Regions from separate parts of the Nomascus leucogenys genome. Here region 2 is linked to region 1. Evidence: chromatin contacts called from public Hi-C data. All regions are on one chromosome and are shown on one strand. The core of a region is the stretch at or near the end of the contact, and the rest is flanking DNA. Distances in the headings are between cores, read along the strand shown.

Region 1 (6,531 bases), core at 2,226-4,725:
CTCACCTGTGATGAGGACTTGGAGCAAACTGGGCACAGCCAGCCCCCCGCGCCCCTGAAGCAGCCTTGTCTGTGCAGCACAGGCCAGCCCCAAACTATTGTGGTCTAAATAGGGTGGGTCACCCATGACATCCACCATGTTGGTCACAGCCAAGGCCGCCTAGGATACCAGCAAGCTCCCAGTGACAGGCAGCTACAGTGACTCCCTCAGGAGGATGAGCTGTGGGAAGGAATCCCTCACAGCCTCCCAGGACAGCCCAGCCCCGAGCCTGTGACAGCCCTCACATTGGGAGGTGGTATTTGGGCAGGACCACCATCCCCGCAAGTGTACGCGCCACTGTGTTGCCCCTGCTTTGGGCGGAGAAGGCCGCGAGCAGTGAGGGATACATCTGCTCAGGAGTCCAGCGGAGCACCGCGCAGGAGCTGGCAAAGTCCAGGAAGCCCCAAGATCCAGACAGACACCCCAATACCAACAAGCATCCCAGACATCCAGACAGGAGCCCCAACGCCAGGACAGGCATCTCAACGCTCAATACCCCACAGGTACCCTATTGCCCAGACAGGTGACCCAATTCCCAGAGGCTGCACTGCCCCGGCAGCTCCCGCGATCCGCACTCACAGCTCCGACACGTGCCGGGGGCCTGCGCAAGTCTTACTGAACGAGGGAGTAGTACTGCTGAGTCAGGTCCTCCCACTCGGTCTCGGTGAGGTCCTCCGCGGCATCTGCTGACGTGTCGATGTCCTCATGCTCCAGCTGCCCCAGGTAGGCCTGGCACACCTTGCACGCGATGTCCACAAGCTGCCCCGGGAGGCCCCTGAGCTTTGCCTCAGCATTTTTGGCATCTGAAACCCAGACACAGGCACATGGAGTGGGAACCCCACCCAGGGGCAGCCCTGCCCGCCTCGAGGGGTGATGCCTAAAGTCATGGACAAAGGTCGCTCCACTCCCTCTGTGCCCCAATACCCAACAAGTATCCCAGACCCCCAGACAGGCACCCCAATACCCAACTAAGCTTCTCTGGGCAGCCGCCCTGGATGTCACGCCTGTGTCTGGGCAGGTGACTTCCTCCCTCCTGAACGGTCCCAACCTCCAATGGCTCTGTGAGTGCCACCTCCCCACAAGAAACATATGGGCCCTGCCGCTGGACCCTCAGCTCCTCAGTGGACCCTGCTAGACCCTCAGCTCCTCAGTGGACCCTGCCGCTAGACCCTCAGCTCCTCACAGTAGCAATTACTGATAAGTTCGACTTCATTAAAATGAAAAACTTCTGTTCTGTAAAGAACAATTTTAAGACAATGAGAAGACAAGCCATAGATTGGGAGGAAATATTTGCACACATCTAATAAAGAAATGTTACCTAGAGTATACAGAGAACTCTTGAAACTCAACAATAAGAAAACATAATTTTATTTTTTATTTTTATTTTTTTAAGACAGAGTTTTGCTCTTGTCGCCCAGGCTGGATGGCAAGATCTTGACTCACTGCAACCTCTGCCTCCTGGGTTCAAGTGATTCTCCTGCCTCAGCCTCCCGAGTAGCTGGGATTACAGGTGTGTGCCACCATGCCTGGATAATCTTGTATTTTTAGTAGAGATGGGGTTTCACCACGTTGGCCAGGCTGGTCTCAAACTCCTGACCTCAAGTTATCCACCCACCTCGGCCTCCCAAAGTGCTGGGATTACAGGTGTGAGCCACCGCACCCAGACAGAAAACAATTTAAAAATGAACAATCTGAACAGTCACCTCACCAAAACATATATACAGATGGAAAACAAGCATATGAACACACGCTCAACATCACATACCGCTATGGACTAGCAATTCCATATCTACAAGTTTTTCTATAAAATACCCTCAGAAATTCAGGAGGAAATGGAGGCTAGGCACAGTGGCTCACACCTGTAATCCCAACACTTTGGGAGGTTGACACAGGAGGATCGCTTGAGCCTGAAAATTTGAGACTAGCCTGGGCAACATAGTGAGACTCTGTCTCACAACACACTCACAACGATAATGAGACACTAATACAGACCCAGGAGAATGCTACAAACAGAACACTGACCACATCAAACACTGGTGAGGATGTGGAGAACAGGAACTCTCCCTCGTTGCCGGTGGAAATGCAAAATGGTACAGCTACTTTGGAAGACAGTCTGGCAGTTTCTTACAAAATGAAACATACTCTTGCCATACCACCCAGTAAGTGCATTCCTTGGTATTTTCCCAAATGAATTCAAAATTTATGGCCACACAAAGACCTGCATACAGATGTCGACAGAAACGTTATTCATGATTGTCAAAACCTGGAAGTGACCAAGATGTCCTTCAGTAGATGAATAGATAAATAAACAATGGTGGATCCAGACAGTGGAATATCACTCAGCCCTAAAAAGAAATGAGCTCTCAAGCCATGAAAAGACCTGGAGGAATCTTAAATGCATATTACTAAGTGGAAGAAGCCCATCTGAAAAGGCTCCATGCTACGTGGTTCTAACCGAACGGCATTCTAGAAAAGGCAAAACCGTGGAGACAGGAAAAAGATCAGTAGTAGCCAGGAGCTCGGGGGTGGCGGGATGAAGAGACAGAGCACAGGGAGTTTTAGGGCCGGGGACTGTCTCTGTCTGATACTGGAATGGTGGATACAGGGCATCATACATTGTCCAAACCTGTAGAATGTGTAACACCATTTGGGTTACCATGATGCGTCATTGTAGGTTCATCAGTTGTGTTAAAATCATTAATTAGGCTGGGTACGGTGGCTCAAGCCTGTAATCCCAGCACTGTGGGAGGCCAAGGTGGGCGGGTCACCTGAAGTCAGGAGTTCGAGACCAGCCTGGCCAACATGGCAAAACCCCATCTCTACTAAAAATACAAAACATTAGCCGGGCGTGGTGGTGGGCACCCAACTACTCGGGAGGCTAAGACAGGAGAATCGCTTGAACCCAGGAGGCGGAGGTTGCAGTGAGCCAAGATCGTGCCATTGTACTTCAACCTGGGTGACAGAGCAGGACTCCGTCTCAAAAGAAAAAAAAAAAAACATTAATTAGGAGGCCATCAGATGAGGTGGCCCAGGTGACCTGGTCTCCGACAAACGCAAACCACAGCCTAACTCAGAATTGAAAATGAAACTTAAGCACAGCCAATCGCAGGCAGCCAGCTGGGAACAAATTCTCACTCAGCACAAATGAGGCCACCGCTCCAGCGTTCACCAATCAGGATTTATTTCCTCCGTTTCCACGTTTACCTAGAAGGGCTCTCCCCTCGGTGGAGCCCTGCAGCCGCCTGATTGGCACAAATCACTGTTTGCTCAAATACACTCTAAAAGTTTAATGCACCGATGTTCCTCTGTCAACAGATGAAACGCACTGCTCTGGTGCAGGATGTTGGCGGTGGGGGAGGCGCGGGGGCAGGAGAGTGTGGTAAATCTTGTACTCTCTGCTCAGCTGTGCTGCGAACCTAAAACTGCTCTAGAAGTTACATTGTATTAAAACCAACAACCACAAAAAAGATTTGGGTTTTTTCCAAAAACACGATGGCTGGTTCACATCCCTGTAACCACCCAGGGGCGCCTCTCCCCGGGGCTTCCTGCATCCTCTCCCACAGGGCCCCTTTGGGGAGACTCAGGCTGCAGCATCGTGGTGGCTGCGGGGCGGGGCAGGCTTCTGACCACAGGCTGGAATCACGTCCGCAGCACGGGACTGTACCGGTGAGCGTGGGATGCGGACGTCCCAGGGCTGCGTTATCTGCCAGGTGCTTTACAAACAGGGTGACTTTGACGTTTAGCCCCACAATTAGAACAGAAAACCCGTTTGCCATGAGAATCGAGAGAGTCTGAAGCATCGCTGTATCCAGCCCCGGCTGCTGCAACCCTCAGGACTGACCACACCCAGGAGGCGGGAGGGCCCCTGTGGAGGCCCTGAGCTCTGGTGACCTGGCACTGCCCTGCCCCGGCCCAGCACACCTTGCCTGCTGCTCGGGTCGCTGCTCCCGGCCTCCTCCCTCCGGCCCCTGGGCTTGCTCCTGCCGCTCCTGCTGCAGCTCTGGTGACTGACCACCCACTTGAGGATGCCGGATGCCATGGTACGCCGGAAGTCTTCTGGAAGGACAGCACGGCCTCGCCCCATCTGTCCGAGCCGGGACTGGGGACTGGAGATGGGGCCAGGGCCGCGGAGGCTCCCCAACCTGCCCCACTTCCCGCCCTCACAGCCGGTGGGGCCCAGGCCTGCTCCCACACCCCCAGTCGCCTGCCCTTCTCCCTGCCGCGTCTCTGTGACTGCAGCCGTCCAACTGCACCCCTCGGCCTCCAACCACGGAGCCGGCCTTGCCCCAGCTGCTCGCCGCGCTGTCCACGAGCCCAGTGCAGAACCACACGCTCCTTGCCTGCCCGCCGTCCCTCCCCGGGCCCCAGGCCCCTGTACTGCCATGACCATGGCCATGGAAGGCCTCTCCCCGGTCCTCTGTCCTCAGACCCTGCCCCATCGATCTGTCTCAGCGCCAGGGGGATCTTTCTAGAAGCCTCTCTGCTGACAGCAATGGGGCCCTCTGCCGTCTCCTCACTTACCCAGGAACTCGTGCTGCTCGCTCTCGGTGCAGAGGCTGTAGCAGCGTGGGAAGAAGGAGTCGGGGTTGGCCGGGACGTACCAGGGCAGGCTCCGCATGTTCACGCACAGCCCGATCTCCAGAGACAGCACCGTGTTAGGCACGAGGGGCAGCTCAGCTCAGCTCCGCCTCGCTCACAAGGCGAGGACGGGCCGTCCACCTCGGACTTGCCTGGCTATAGGGCACCACACAGCACCCCTAGGGCGGATCCCTCCTCCTCCCCAGACATACGGTCCCCCAGGTCCCCAGGCCACCCCCTCCAGCCGGTGGGAGCATGGATGTGCAGGCCAGGCTCAGACGCATCCTTGAGGCAGTGGAGGGTGTGGCAGGCCCCAGGGAATCGGGAGGCTGCAGCTGAGGGCACCGAGGGCGGTGGGCACTGGGGCTCCCTCCAGGCCCCCAAACGGGCCACAAGGTGTCCCACACCTCAGACCCCAGGAGAGGAAGGACTGGCTACAGGGCCTGGAATGTGGCCACACGCCCAGCACTGCCCACCATACGCAATGCAGCACTCGCCATTAGAGAGGCATATCGTGAAGTCCCCGCACCCCAATGTCTGGTTTGTCACCCCGTTAAGGAAAAAAGTGGCTGGCCCCCAGAAAACACAGCGCACGCTGACTGGCTCTGCACAAAGGGTCTTTGAAGGAGCCATGTTTCCACCAGCAGCGCTGGTGCTGGCCTGACCCTGGGGTATTAGGTGCGGCAGGGAGCCTTGTCCCGCACCTCCACCCCACACTGTGCTGAGGCAGCCGCACCTGGCCTGCTGAGACGGATCTCTGTGCCAGGGAAGCCCCTCTTCCTGGACCCCTCCCTCAGCAGGGTCCCCACACCCTGTGTCCTGGGCAAGCCCCAGCCCTGGGCCTTGGTGGGAAGGGTGTGGCAGCTGCCTTGTGCAGGGCTGGAGGCCGGGGGAGACGGGGGAGTGCCCAGTGCTGGGGGGAGCGGCACCTCTTCCCCTGGGGACCCACAGCCCCCTCAGCACCCAAAGCCCGGTGGCAGCCCCCACTCAGCCCCATCTTTGGCCTCTGTGCCCCGAGGAGGGAGTTTCTGTGGCCCCGGATTCACCCAGAGACACAGAGCAAAGGGCACAGAGGTGCTGGGGGTGGGGTGGGCACCAAGTGATTCTGGCCACGGCCTTAGACCAGGAGTCCTGGGAGGCGCCCAGGAGGTGTCTGGTGGCCACCGATGGCCGCCCATGGCCACTGACCAGCCACCGAGGGTCCCTAATGGCTACAGAAGCTCCTCCCCACCACCCTTGCCGGCTCCCACCGTGCCCAAGCAGCCAGCTCACCTTGGTGGTGAAGGAGGCTGTCTTTGCGTAGTGGTTCAGCATCTGGTCGTAGGTCAGGCTGTGATAGTCAATGACGTTCCTCTTGATGGTCCAGAGGAGGTACGGCATCTCGTTTTTTACCAACCTAGACTGGCAAGAAAAAAGTCTTCATTGATGCCCAGCATTCAAGGTTCACACCAGGCAGGATGGGACGGAGCGAGGTGACCATCAGAGGACAAATGGCGTGCAGCGTGAGGATGCCAGCCGGGCTCTGCTGCAGGCAGTAGTGCTCCTTGTGGGCCTCCTGTGCAAGGGATGTGGGGCGCAACCAGGACAACACAGGGTTTCCACAGAGGGGCCTCGGGCTCTGGGGGCCCACCCCGATGTGGGGCTGCAGGTGGGGTCTGAGCCCTCCGCATGGGGTCTGCGTGGGTGTGGGGACGTGCCACTTGCCAGGTGACATGACACTTCATAACCCGGAGCTTACAGTCCCCAGGACCAAAGCCCCCAGGCCTGTACCACGGGCCCTGCACACCCCTCCCTGAGCCCCAGGCACTGGCCTCCCGCTCCTGCCCTGCTGATAGAGGGGCTGGCCATGGAGCTGGGGGCATGTGGTCGGTGCTTTTCTGTTTACAACAATGGCATGTGTTAAGTCAAAATTCC
Region 2 (6,531 bases), core at 1,183-3,682, 36 kb before region 1:
AGACGCTGTTGGCGGTCACCTGCAACCCAGAAAGGGCGGCTGAGGGGCCGCGCGGGAGGGCGGGTGTGGTCTGGGGTGGGCGGGACCTGGGCCGAACGGGGCGGGAGCGGGGACGGGAGGTGGGTGGGGCCTAGGCCTGACCGGGGGCGGGGCGCGGAGGTGGGCGGGGCCTAAGGCTGACGGGGCGCGGGCGCGGAGGTGGGCGGGGCCTAAGGCTGACGGGGCGCGGGCGCTCACTTGCACAGGGGCACCGGCGTCCTCGCAGGTGAACCGCTTGAGGCAGAGCCGCACGTAGTAGTCGGGGCTCCCGGAGGCCCTGGGCACCTGCACCAGAATCGCCTTGCGCCTCCGGTCCACCCAGTAGCTGAGCTTCCCCGCTGCAGGAGGCGGCAAGTCGGGGCCGCGCTGGGACCAGCGGTCACCGACGCGGGGCTCTGTCTGTCCCGAGAGCCACGACGTGGTGGCTCCTGCTTGGTTCAGACGTTTGGGAGTCGCCCACCCGAGGGCCCCTCAGGATTTCCCAAATGGGGCAGAAGACCCCGGGGAGAGGAAGCCTGTCGCAGCGTCTGGGGGTCTTCGCAGGGGCGTCGAAGGAGGGAACTCACCAAGGCAGTCGGGCACACTCCTCGCCACGTCCTCCTCTCCGCAGTCTGCAAAGCGCAGAGGCAATGGCGGGGTGCGGGCTGCCCTGCCCTCAGGGGCCATCCTCCTCCACCTGCCCCTGCCCCCCCCACGCGCTGTGCCGCTGCCATGCGACCTTGAATTAAGGCAAAGGCCTTGCGGGGATCTGTCCAGTGTGAGGGCCAGGCCCCTGCCCTGGGCAAGTCCCACCCCAAGCCAGGCCCTGGAGGCTGAACGGCAGCTGTGCTCAGGGGGCCCTGGGGACCCTACCTTCCACGAGGTGCCTCTGGTCCAGCTGGACCCCGCAGAAATGAGGGATGGTCCTCAGGGTGACGTAGAGGTGCTGGGCCACACTCACCGCAAAGCAGCCAAAGTGCACCTGGAGCTGAGCAGGTGCAGGTGTGAGCTGCGTGGACTCAGAGGCACTGCCCACCCTACCCGGCCAGCTCCACCTGCATGGCTGGAGCTTAGAGCCAGGGATGGCGCCCAGGAGGAGTGGCGCCCAGTCTTCGGGACTTGGGTGGCAGAGCCCTGCCTTGGCCTCACCTGCTGCCCCACCTGCTGCTGGTGGGAGGCCCTGGCCACCCACACGCTCTGACACTGCGTCTCCTGGGTGTCCAGGCTGATGGCACAGGCCTCCAGGCCCCGCAGGCGCTCTGGGTGGAGGAAGGACCCAGCGGGGTGTGTCAGAGCTCTGGACGGGGTCGTGGGACCCTGTTCCTCTGCCTTCTCTCTGTGAAGTGCGGTTAGCAGCGACCCCCTCCCTCACCAGGCCACCCAGGGTTTGATGGGAGTAAAAGGCACCTGGGCCCACTGCCGGATCTGCGAGTGTTACTTCCACCCTCGAGGCCACCTCTCACCATGCAGGTTGATGGAGGCGCGTACACGCAGGAGCATCGAGCAGCCGTCAGGGGGGACACACTGCATGGCAGTGGAGGACGTCAGGGCCTCCAGGACTGACCTGGACATGGACACGGGGCGTGGCCGGCAGAAGCTGTTAAAAATGTTCCCTGGGGGGTGGAGAAAGAGTGTGAGGCCTCGAGTTCCCTGGTGCTTGGAAAGGCTTTGTGGATGGTTCTGTGAAGGGGGAGAGAGCCCTGGGGCTGCAAAGTCTTTGCCAGGGGTTCTTTACTATCTTGCCCCAAGCCAACTGGGGAGCAAGCCCCCTGGCATGTGGTGAGCCCCCCCGGAGACACACTCCGAAATGTTTGTGGGACCCCAGGAGTGGGCCCGGATCAGGGGGGCAGGCTGCACACCAGTCTGCATCAGAGCAGCGGAAGCTGCTGCCCCACCTGGCCAGCAAGGGGGCAGGAAGCCCACCACGACTTGCTGGCAAGCTCCGTCACCCCTGCTCAAAGACGAACAGCAGAAAGGCCAACGAGGGCTTGCTGGGACACCTGGGAGGTGACCCCAAGGTTGCTGCAGCCCAGGCCTCTGTCCACAGGGAAGTGGCCGCATCCTCACAGGCAGGACTTGCCCCCAGGGCCTTTTGCTCTGAGACCAAACGCCATTCAGGGCAGCCTCACCAGACCTGGGTAGTGTGGAGCTGGGTATTATTTTGGGCACCGGGGGCTGAGCAATTTTGCTGCCTTTGCTCAGCCAGGTTTGCAGGTGGGACTCCGAGCAGAACTTCACATGAGCCACAGAGCCTGGCAAGCCAGCCGTTCCACAGGAGGACTGCCACCCTCTTTATAGAAGGCATGGCCACTGAGGCATGGGACCCACATACTGTTGGTGAGACAGTGCAGCTGCTGCTCAGCGGAGCCCACACTGAACACAGTACCCTGCTGAGGCAGGAGAGTAAGGAATGAGGGTAACCGGGGGCGAAGGGATAAGCAAAAGAACAGCAGGTGCAGCCAGTTCCAGGCAAGATTAGGCAGCACACAGGCCACAGCCTCCCTCCTGTGATAATGAGACTCCACTTCAGCCTCTGATTGGTTGCAGGCCTATCCTCCACAGGGTGTAACCCACTGGAAACCCCCAAAGGGCAGCTAGGAGTGTTACCAAATTCTTTTAGCTTTGTGAAAACTCTGGGGGGCACTGCATTCGGGGCCCTTGGCTGCTTGCTTGAGCCTGCTCCCACTCTGTGGAGTGCTCCTTCGCTTCAGTAAATCTGTGCCCTCCTTACTCCATTCTTTTTTGTTGCTATACTTGTGTGTTTTGTTTAACACGGCAAGAACCTAGACAACTGACAGTTGAGAGCTTCCATCCAGTAACTCCGTGCCTCAAAGGGGCAATGGGAATGAAGTCCGAACATGCTATGGGTAAGAAATCCAACCCTTTTTTTTTTTTTTTTTTGAGACAGAGTCCCACTCTGACGCCCAGGCTGGAGCACAGTGGAGTGATCTCGGCTCACTGCAACCTCCACCTCCCAGGTTCAAGCAATTCTCCTGCCTCAGCCTCCCGAGTAGTTGGGATTACAGGCACGCACCACCACGCCTGGCTAATTTTTGTATTTTTAATAGAGACAGGGTTTCACCATGCTGGCCAGGCTGGTCTCAAACTCCTGATCTCAGGTGATCCGCCCACCTCAGCCTCCCAAAGTGCTGGGATAACAGGTGTGAGCCACCGCGCCCAGCCAGAAATCCAACTCTTACAAATTCCCACTGTAGTCCGGATGGACTCACAGGGATCTGATTTACCCTCCTGCCTGAGACAGCTGGGAAACCAAGGCAAAATCCATGAGCAATGGTTTCAAGACAGTGGGCGTGAGGAAGTGAGGGACGGTGAGACCTGGGAGACAGGAAACAGTCACAGTGAGGTCTGGGAATGCGCCACTGTCTGGGGAGTGTTCTCAGGCAGTGGTGGGGGTGGATCCCAAGTGGAGCGTGGCACACTCCCTGAGAGGAGGAACTGGGATGGAGGGGTCTGGGCAGCCGGACCAATTATGAGAGGGGAGAGGATGACACAGAGAGAGCTCTGGGGAATATCCACTTTGCTAATACTCAGTGGAGTATTCATGAACACATGCATGTGAGGGAACGACCAGAGGCGGAGAAAGAACCACCCAAGAGAATTTGAGGGAATGGGCTGGGCAGGGCTCACGCATGTAATCCCAGCAATTTGGGAGGCCGAGGTGGGCGGATCACCCAAGATCAGGAGTTTGAGACCAGCCTGGCCAACATGGGGAAACCCTGTCTCTACTAAAAATACAAAAATTAGCCAGGTGTGGTGGCTCACGCCCATAATCCCAGCTACTCAGGAGGCTGAGGCAGGAGAATCGCTTGAACCCAGGAGGTGGAGGTTGCAGTGAGCCAAGATCGCGCCATTGCACTCCAGCCTGGGTGACAGAGAGAGACTCCATCTCAAAAAAAAAAAAAAAAAAAAAGGCCAGGCATGGTGGCTCACACCTGTATTCCCAGCACTTTGAGAGGCCACCACACCCAACTGACAAAATTTTAAAAACCACTTATGATCATCTCAATAGTCACAGAAAAATTTTTTGACGAAGTTCACCATCCATTCCTGATTAAAAAAAAAAAAAATCTCAGCAAACAAGGAATGAAATTTCCTCAAATTGATAAAGACGATCTGTGAAAAATCTATATGTAACATCACATTTCATAGTGAAAGAATAGATTATTTTCCACCCCTCATAAAAAGCAAGACAAGGATCCCTGCTCTTCTCACTTCCACTCAATACTGCAGGGGGGACCCTGCTCCACACAACTAGGCAGGAAAAGAAATAGGCTTCTCGTGTGGAAATGGAGAAGTTGTGTACCTTTGTAGATGACATGATTGTAGAAAACGCTAGTATCTACAAAAAAGGCACTGAAACTAATAAGTTTAGCAAAGTGGCAGAATACAAGATCAATATACAAAAATCCACTATTTCTTTTTTGTTTGTTTTTGTTTTTTTGGGTTTTTTTGAGACGGAGCCTCACTCTGTCGCCCAGGCTGGAGTGCAGTGGTATGATCTCTGCTCACTGCAACCTCTGCTTCCTGGGTTCAAGCGATTCTCGTGTCTCAGCCTCCCAAGTAGCTAGGACTACAGGTGTGTACCACCACACCTGACTAATTTTTTAATTTGTAGTGGAGACGGAGTTTTGCCATGTTGGCCAGGCTGGTCTTGAACTCCTGACCTCAAGTGATCCACCTGCCTCAGCCTCCCAAACACTGTATTTCTATATGCTAGCAAAGAATAATTACAAATTGAAAATTTAAAAATAAAATAAAGCTGGATGGTTTGGGGATAAAAAGCCAGGCTGTGCTAGGGAGTGGGGAGGGGAGTGAGGGGAGCTTTGCTCCCAAGGCTGGTGTCTCCTTCCCTTGGATCATCATCCCCGGGGCTTGGTATGCAGCAATGTTCAGAGAAATGACTGTGCCTTAGAACTCGGTGTGTGTGTTGTCATCCATATGTGTGAGGCCAACAACTCCCCTTTAATCCTAGCACTTTGGGAGGCCGAGGAGGGCAGATCACCAGAGGTCAGGGGTTCGAGACCAGCCTGGCCAACATGGCGAAACTCTGTCTCTACTAAAAATACAAAAATTTGCCAGGTGTGGTGGTACATACCTGTAGTCCTAGCTACTCGGGAGGCTGAGGTAGGAGAGGAAGGGAGGCAGAGGTTGCAGTGAGCAGAGATCATGCCACTGCACTCCAGCCTGGGTGACACAGCAAGACTCCATCTCAAAAAAAAAAAAAAAAAAAAGACAACCTCCTTTATGCAAGAAATGAGAAATCTGCATCTTTTGACCCTTTCTAGAAAAAAGACAAAGACAACCAAGAAAGGAATCAAAACCAGAAAGTAAAAAAAAAAAAAAAAAAAAAAAAATGGTGAAGCCACGGAGGAGAAGGACTCATGGTGAGCACGGAAAATGAGGACATATACAGAGTTAGCAAAACGGGCGCAGGAGGAGAAGCTGCTCATTGTGGAATAAAATGTATAAAAATAAGCACAGGCTCTTGTCCCAACTAAGCTGACAAAATGAAGAGGAGGCTGTGTAGAAGGAAGGGTGAGTAAAGCAGAAACACACAAGATGAGTGTGGTACAAAACAGAATTCATTGTTACTGTGTGGAAAAAACTGTGAAACTACAATTCATCATAAACGCTTAGAAATAAATATGTTTTGCCTTATTCAAAATAAGGCATAAAAATAATATTCACAAAGTCTTGCTGAAAGGACGCCTGACAGATGTGCTTGCTTCAGGAAAGAGAAGGGAACTCAGCAGGAACAAGTGGGTTACAGAAAGGAGCAGCGAGCACAGGGAATGGGAAAACACGATGGGGAACTGGGAATTCAAGCTGGTGTTGACAGAGCAGGAGGCTGAGGACCACTCTGTGTGTTTAAAAACACCTGGGCCGGGCATGGTGGCTCACTTCTGTAATCCCAGCACTTCGGGAGGTCGAGGCGGGTGGATCACTCCAGGTCAGGAGTTCGAGACCAGCCTGGCCAACATGGTGAAACCCCGTCTCTACTAAAAATACAATGCTTAGCTGGGCATGGTGGTGCTGGGCGCCTATAATTCCAGCTACTCGAGAGGCTAAGGCAGGAGAATCCCTTGAACGTGGGAGGCGGAGGTTGCAGTGAGCCGAGATTGCGCCACTGTACTCCAGCCTGGGCAACAAAGTGAGACCTTGTCCCCCCACCCCCCAAAAAATAAATAAATAAAATAAAATATACCAAAAATAAAAATAAAAACACGCTGGGACTACACTTCCCTCATATGGGAGACCAGGCCATTTGCACCAACTCAGCTGCTGAAGAGTACTAATTAGGCTGGAGAAAAAAACATATGTTTTTTAAAAACCTTCCTAGAAACGTAGGAGAACTGCGAAAATAATCAGGATGGGGGCGCTGAGGAAAGCAGGGCGTAGGAGGTTGCTTTACAGGGGCGGGGGATGGAGGGAGCGTTTCCAACCCAGCGGGAGCTGAGGGCTTTGAGGGGAGGCCCCAGCACATGCTGAGGA

Evidence for each region. Hi-C and Micro-C count contacts between places; a contact is called where the count stands out from the background.
Region 2: a Hi-C map of a lymphoblastoid cell line shows a contact between it and region 1, with 2.1 times the contacts expected there. The contact joins two enhancer-like sites. A contact is called at or near these places in 2 of 4 Hi-C or Micro-C datasets (both in a lymphoblastoid cell line).

Annotation. Positions count from the first base shown.
Region 1 is chr7b:734,300-740,830 of Asia_NLE_v1, reverse strand. It overlaps TTLL8 (protein monoglycylase TTLL8), which reads right to left. Exons shown (of 14, transcript XM_030815324.1): 6 at 5,890-6,018; 7 at 4,561-4,675; 8 at 3,961-4,095; 9 at 656-842. Among named protein-coding and RNA genes, the nearest start is that of TTLL8, 14 kb to the right of the region's middle. Within about 2 kb of position 3,475, the one cell type or tissue checked has an H3K27ac peak away from gene starts, as active enhancers do. A contact at or near this core is called in a lymphoblastoid cell line, where this site is marked.
Region 2 is chr7b:769,107-775,637 of Asia_NLE_v1, reverse strand. It overlaps IL17REL (putative interleukin-17 receptor E-like), which reads right to left. Exons shown (of 15, transcript XM_030815150.1): 4 at 1,482-1,631; 5 at 1,168-1,277; 6 at 892-1,006; 7 at 238-377; 8 at 1-19. The coding sequence starts at 1,590. Among named protein-coding and RNA genes, the nearest start is that of IL17REL, 10 kb to the right of the region's middle. Within about 2 kb of position 2,432, the one cell type or tissue checked has an H3K27ac peak away from gene starts, as active enhancers do. A contact at or near this core is called in a lymphoblastoid cell line, where this site is marked.